Regions from separate parts of the Mus musculus genome. Here region 1 is linked to region 2. A link is a contact called in public HiChIP or PLAC-seq data. All regions are on one chromosome and are shown on one strand. The core of a region is the stretch at or near the end of the contact, and the rest is flanking DNA. Distances in the headings are between cores, read along the strand shown. Region 1 overlaps Cdk5rap1 (CDK5 regulatory subunit associated protein 1). Region 2 holds the start of Bpifb5 (BPI fold containing family B, member 5).

Region 1 (3,214 bases), core at 338-2,837, 110 kb after region 2:
AAAAATCTTTTAAAGGTTCATATTAGTGCTATAAATTTAGGGTGAAGACTTTTCTGTTGTTTTCTTTATCTTTCTGGCAGACACCAAGTCTCTTTGGTGGCTGGGGTAAAAGGAACAAGAACAACAGACTTGGTAAAGAGAGCTAGTACAGCACTACATGTGACCAAGAGTAGAGACCGGTTCTGATCTAACAACTCTTCAAGATGAACACTGAAATAGAACCAACTGGCCAGAAGTGAGCCAGCACCAAAGCAAACTCCCATGAGCTATCTATCTATCGTGCTAGTCAGCAGAGTGTCCAAAGCAGATCACAGCCAGACACAATTAACAGCTCAGGATGCCCAAATACGCAGTCTGTTTCAGCAGCATATTTTTCAAGGACTATTTCCATTTGGTAGGAGCTTACAGTTTATGAGGATCATTTGCTCAGAATGCATCAAGCTCTAGATGTGATCCCCAGATGTTCCTCCCTGGTGTGATGGGTGGCACATACCTCTAATTCTATCACTCAGAAGTAAGGAAAGGCAAACTCAAGGTCAGCCTGCATTACAAAAAAACCTACCTGGGGGGTGAGTGGGTGAGAGCTCTCTAAACATTTTTCTTCACCAGCACCCCCATCACACATGAACACACACACCACACACACACCACACACACACCATACTCACACTCACACACACACACACACACACAGTACTGGGGATCTAACCCAGGGCCTTGTTTATTCTAGGCAAGCACTATACCAGAGTTATACACAGAGCCTCCTACAATGCTAAAGGAGGTGGGACTTGAACTGAAATCCAGCTCTAAATATCCCATGCTACTATCTCAGTTTGATTTTCTTGCTTTTTGTTTTAACTTCATGAAAATGACTACAATGGTAAGTGGTAAGCCAAGGACCACTGCTCAGATGGCCCACTAATAGGTAAAAACATTTTCAAAAACTCCAAGTGCTTCTACATCTAAATGGGAAAGCTGAAAAGATGCCCATGAGGGAAATCCTCAGGCCAAATCAACCAACCAACCAACCGATGGTGGTTAGCGTGGTTAGCGGCTGAGTAAATAGCAGTACAGAACACTCGTGCTGAGAAGCATCCAACAGAGAGACAGGAAGAACCCCACAAATAAGCCAAGACAAAAATGAAAAAAGTAGACAAGGAAGCCATTAATTTATGAAATTTATTATTGTAACAGTTGTTCTATCGACAACAAAGAAATGTACTCTTCCATTTGGTGCAAAGGTGCTTCAAGACTATTACATGTCTCCAAAGCATGAGAAAAACCTGCCCAAGTCCACTCCTAATCCAGCAGCTCAGGTCGTGCAATACGTCAATGAGTCTTTCATAGTGGTCCTGCAGAGAATGTGTCCTTTCAGGGTCTGAGAGCTGGCAGAGGTGATCTGAAAGAAAACCCATCATAGAAGACAAGGTAACCTGACAGCACCATGGGGACAGGACTTGGATGGAGATGACAGGAAGTGCACAGTGCTTGTGCCGCCTCAAGCCTGAAAGGAAGAGGTGCCAGACAGAACGGAATACACAATCCAGCCAGCCTGGAAGGCCCAACTGCAGTGATCAGTATTCTGACAGGGCACATGGCTGCACACCTGACTGGCTGGAGCCATCAGCTCAGCTTGAGCTGACCTCTGGCTCGCCCAGCGTTAAGGAGAGGGCCCAGCCTTCCACAGGAAGGGAGAACAGAGCCACAGGCTCCTGAGTGGACTGGGCATAGCAGGACACACCTGGGCCTGCTGGGAGCCACAGTAATGCAGCAGTGGACCCAGAGGGGAGCTTTCTTCCCTCCGCAGTTCCCTTCAGTTTGTTGTTACGGAGACCAGAAACCATCTCCCTGACTGCTGGTGCTTTCTACACTCTGTGAACACTTCCTTTTCCAACAGAGAAGGGGCCTCCAGAGCCCTGTGTTGGCCACCAGCTCTGGATGGAGTTTTGTGACATTGTTTTCATTATGCTTTTTTTGGGGGGTGGGGGGTTCGAGACAGGGTTTCTCTGTGTAGCCCTGGCTATCCCGGAACTCACTTTGTAGACCAGGCTGGCCTTGAGCTCAGAAATCCGTCTGCCTCTGCCTCCCGAGTGCTGGGTGGTGCGTGTGCCACCACACCCGGCTATTATGCTTATTTTTATGCTTATTTTTTAAATTACTTTCTATTTATGTCACAAATTCTGGCTTTCCATTTATGGAGGGATCTAGAATGTCCTTTTGAAATAATAAATTTAGGGTCTTTTAAAAAATTTTTTCAGTTACTGGCTGGTACCCAAATGAATGTATTTGTTTGTTAGACATATCTGTGTTTTACATACAGAGTAGGTTTATAATGTAAAATTACAAAGTGAGTTTTATGATTTTTGAAAAGCCAGGAAAGTTAGTATTGTGATTTAAGGCAACAGTCACAATGACTCTGACGCATATGTATGTTCTTCTGAAGTGGCACTTTGTTACTGTGAGTATTTTTCCTTTGGGGTCAGGCAGATCTCTAACACTTTAAATCCCAGCTGTTAAACAAACAAAAAAAAAATGAAATAAATGGATTTTACCAATGAATACACAATTTGTAATGTCCTTGAAACAGTGCCTTGTGAGTATTTGAATAGAGGATATAAATTTTTATATTGCACTTGTCATAAATGTGTTGTTGTGGTTTAAAAAAAAGTTTTGCTCTTACTGAAAATAGACTTTTTCCTCACATAATATCCTGAATACAATTTCCCCTCCTTCTACTCCTCTCAGTTCCTCCCTGCCTTCCCATCTACCTCAATCTACTTCTTTGCTCTCCTTCAATAAATAAATAAATAAATAAGTAAATAAATAAGTAAATAAATAAATAAATGGTTAGCTGGGCAATGGTGGCGCACGCCTTTAATCCCAGCACTGGAGAGGCAGAGGCTGGTGGATTTCTGAGACGGCCTGGTCTACAGAGTGAGTTCCAGGACAGCCATTAATATATAGAGATAGGAACCCTGTCTCAAACAAAGACAAAAACAAAGTCAAACTAAAGTCCAGATCCATCCCCAGCAGCAGCTCTTCATGTTTCTCTGAGGAGACGATGGATCCTTCTCAGCTCCAACTGTCAGCTCCCTTGTGAGCTGCCCTGCACAGAGCCATCCTCCAGCCTCTGGAATGACTTAGGATGCAAACTGACCTAGTTAAAGCCATCCTTAGGATTTTTGTTTGTTTATTTTTCAAGATAGGGTTTCTC
Region 2 (3,190 bases), core at 234-2,733:
CATCAAATCTGTGAACTTTCGCTGACAGTTTGTCCTGCTGGCTGAAGGAAGCGCTTCAGAACAAGCCATGGTCAGCCTCGTGCTTCCTGTGTGCTTCCTACGTCTCTGCTGTCTCCTGGAACTCTGTCTTCCACCAGTTCTCAAGCCTGAGCATCCAGGTGAAAACTGGAACTCCTGAGGGAAGGATGGGAAAGGAAGGGGAGAGATGATGTAATGATATTATAATCTCAAAAGAAAAAAAAAAGTTTAAAACAAAAAAGAAAAGGAAATTGGCGCTAACACCTGCCCTGCTTGCACCCTGAGTTGAAAGGAGAAAATTCTGTTGAAAATCCCACGACAACTGGGGACAGCTGTTGGTGGCTGCACCACCCGATAATGAAGGAGCCATGCTCACATAGTCAGGGGCATGCAGGAGCAAGGGGTGCTGGGTTCCCACAAGACAGGGACTCCATAAAGGTAGGTGGCAGGCTGCTCTGTCATGGAACTGCTGTGGCAGAACCAGCCAATCTCTGGGTCCTTTCTGGGCCCCAGCATCAAACCCCAGCTTCCTCTGGCATCCTCTGGCATCCTCTGATATGCTACCCAGCCCTGATGGAGGTGCTTACTCCTTTGTGTCTCGGCTCCCTTATGTATAGAACGCGCATGATCATAACGGCTTACTAAGCCTTCCTGTGCACCAGGCCTGTGCTTACTACTCCACAGTTGCTGCCCCGCTGACCTTCACCATCTCCCCAAAACCACGGTAGGTTTATCGTATTCCCAGTGAGGCTTAGAAGGAAACGAACTCGGCTTGTTCTCCATTCCTCAGCTCTTTTAGGACCTGTCTGCAACTTTGGTGACCACATCTGAGTAGAAATGATTTAAGAGCCTAGGTGACATACACAGGAAGGACATGGGAACAGCAGGAACAAGGTGGACATTACCAGCTTCATCAGGCGCCTCACCAGCTCACACATGCACACACACACACACACACACACACACACACACACACACACACACACACACCCTTACCACCTTGGGATCTATGCCAGTCACATCTTTAGCAGCCTCTGTACTCCACACAAGAGGTGGAGATATGCCAAAGGAAAAGGGCCCAAGCCCAGCCCACTTCCTCCTTGGGGTCCAATTGCCACATTCTGAGCTTGTTTTCCTCCCACCCCTGCCTCAGTAACAGGCTCTATCCGTTTTGGCCAAAAGCCCCTGGCTGCAAAGTGCCAAGAGAAGTGAAATCTCCCGCTGAAGAATTGAGCATGCCAAGCTCTGGCCTGGGGCCTTGGCTTCCCACCATGTGCCCACCCTTCACTTCAGAGCTTGGTGTATACGAGTAGTCCTTTAAGAAAGCTGGTGTCACAGGCCTGAGAGAGCTGGATCCATAAGGGAGTCAGGCCCCGCCCCGCGCAGGAATGTCAGAACATCAAAGGATGGGGGCGGGGCACAGAGTGGGGTCACGGGGCTGCGGGCCCCTCGAGAGGACTTAAGCTCTCACTCCCCTGGCCAGCCGGGGCGCAGGCTCTGAAGCAGGGATGCTGCTGCTGTGGGCACTGCTGTTATGCTGGGGGGTGCTGCCCCAAGCCCGAGGGGCAACCCACACTCATCTCTTCCTGCGGATCAACAATAGCCAGCTGGAAACAGGTGAATCTCAAGGAATGAGCTTGAAGAAGCATGACTTTGGAGAAGGCAGAGCAGTGGACAAGAGCTCTGGGCTTCTTCCCCTCTGGTGTCCATTTACCAGCTGCCCACAGCTGCCCTTGCCCCTCCTCTGCTCTCACACTTGCTTTGCCTCCCTCTTGCCATGAGCAGTCCTCACCCTGTCATTCAAACCCTCCAGTGTCTCCCTTGCCTCCTCTGCCCACCACGTAGAGGTCACTAGAGGTCACGCTGCCTCTTTGGCTGGTGTGGGCCCATCCCCCTTTCTCTCCTTCTCAATGTAGAATGCTCTGACTGGGCTTGGCAGACAAAGTCCTTACCACCTCTCCTGCAGAAACATCCTCTGATCTCCCTGTAGCAGTCAGGTCTCTCCTGGCTCCCACTGCCCTCTGGTAAAACCTCTTCAATGGCCTTATCCAGACATACACCTGCTAACCTGTCTGCCTGCCTGCTGTTCTCCCTGCTGCTTGTCTGCGGGGCGCTTCTTGTCACAGCTTGGGGATCTGTGACCTTGGAGGCATTTGCATGGGCTGCTGCTCTCCCTAGACTTAGGTCTAGCTGAGTTCTTTCTCCTTCTTGGGGTGTCTGCCCTAAGCCTCCTCCTTACAGCAGACCCTCATGTCCAAAGCAGGCCCTCCACACCCCAGTCACACTTAGAGTCTAAGTGTTTCTCTGTAACACTTCTAAAACTTACTTTACTGACTGGTATGAGTTCTAGTTTGTCTTTCTCCCTGACTGCCATGTCAACTCCAGAGCAGCAGCAGGAGCCACGCTGTTCCTTAAGCCCAGCAGACTGACCTATGGGCTGAGCTAGGTGGCAAGGCAAGGCTGAGCCAGGACAATGACTTAAGCACAGGAGTTTGAAACCAGCCTGGGCGATACATTGCGATCTGAGCTCTGGTCTCCTCATAAGAACTTGTTGCTGAATGGCTGTCTTATCTTCTAGCTGGGTTCAGGTGCCAGTGGCTATTTGCTGAATGGCTGAATGGACCCTGAGGAGTTTTTTTTTTTTTTTTTTTTTGTCCCCAGACATCTCAAATCTATTATCAGAGAACCAGGTCCTGGAGGGTATGATCAGGATGGCTGTGACTGGATCCCCAAGTGAGGGTGTGTCTGTCATGGACTCCCTGCCCTTCGTCAGAGAGGAGCTCGTTGACAAGAAGAGTGGGCTGGATCTGTCATTGGTGGGGGACCTGCTCTCTGGGAAGACTATGCCTGAGCTGAAGAAACTGCTGACGACAGCCGGGTGAGTGGCCATGCGGTAGCCTGGGCCTCTCTTCTCCCTCAGGCCTTTCCCTGTCAAGCAGAGGAGAGGTGGGCAGGCAACCTGGGGTCCACAGCATCTCCTCAGCCTTGAATGCACGAAGCAGGTCCTCCTACTGTGTGGCTACCTTTCCAGACCTCTCCAAATCCCTCTAGGAAGGAAGCAGGGGCTTCCCCTCTGTGGTTCCTCAGTCAGTCCTATGCTTTATAAATTTGAATAATGTTTCCAAAATAGCTTCTGTTAACCGCCGGCCTTTGGATGACATGAATATATCTC

Evidence for each region. HiChIP or PLAC-seq counts read pairs in DNA pulled down with a chosen protein or histone mark.
Region 1: an H3K27ac HiChIP or PLAC-seq map of embryonic stem cells shows a contact between it and region 2, with 13 read pairs. The contact joins the enhancer-like site here to the promoter of Bpifb5 in region 2. A contact is called at or near these places in 1 of 39 promoter capture datasets (embryonic stem cells), 2 of 484 Hi-C or Micro-C datasets (trophoblast stem cells and ventral hippocampal neurons), 8 of 115 datasets of contacts at active chromatin or transcription factors (astrocytes, embryonic stem cells and large pre-B cells) and 2 of 9 other capture datasets (adipose tissue and embryonic stem cells).

What each region holds. Positions count from the first base shown.
Region 1 is chr2:154,334,219-154,337,432 of GRCm38.p6, forward strand. It overlaps Cdk5rap1 (CDK5 regulatory subunit associated protein 1), which reads right to left. Exons shown (of 14, transcript NM_025876.2): 14 at 1,168-1,399. The coding sequence ends at 1,313. Among named protein-coding and RNA genes, the nearest start is that of Bpifb9b, 29 kb to the left of the region's middle. Within about 2 kb of position 1,588, at least 17 of the 459 cell types and tissues checked have an H3K27ac peak or open chromatin away from gene starts, as enhancers often do. A contact at or near this core is called in embryonic stem cells and trophoblast stem cells, where this site is marked.
Region 2 is chr2:154,222,259-154,225,448 of GRCm38.p6, forward strand. Bpifb5 (BPI fold containing family B, member 5) reads left to right here and starts at 1,484. Exons shown (of 15, transcript NM_144890.2): 1 at 1,484-1,635; 2 at 2,680-2,896. The coding sequence starts at 1,527. It also overlaps a transcript of Cdk5rap1 not described here.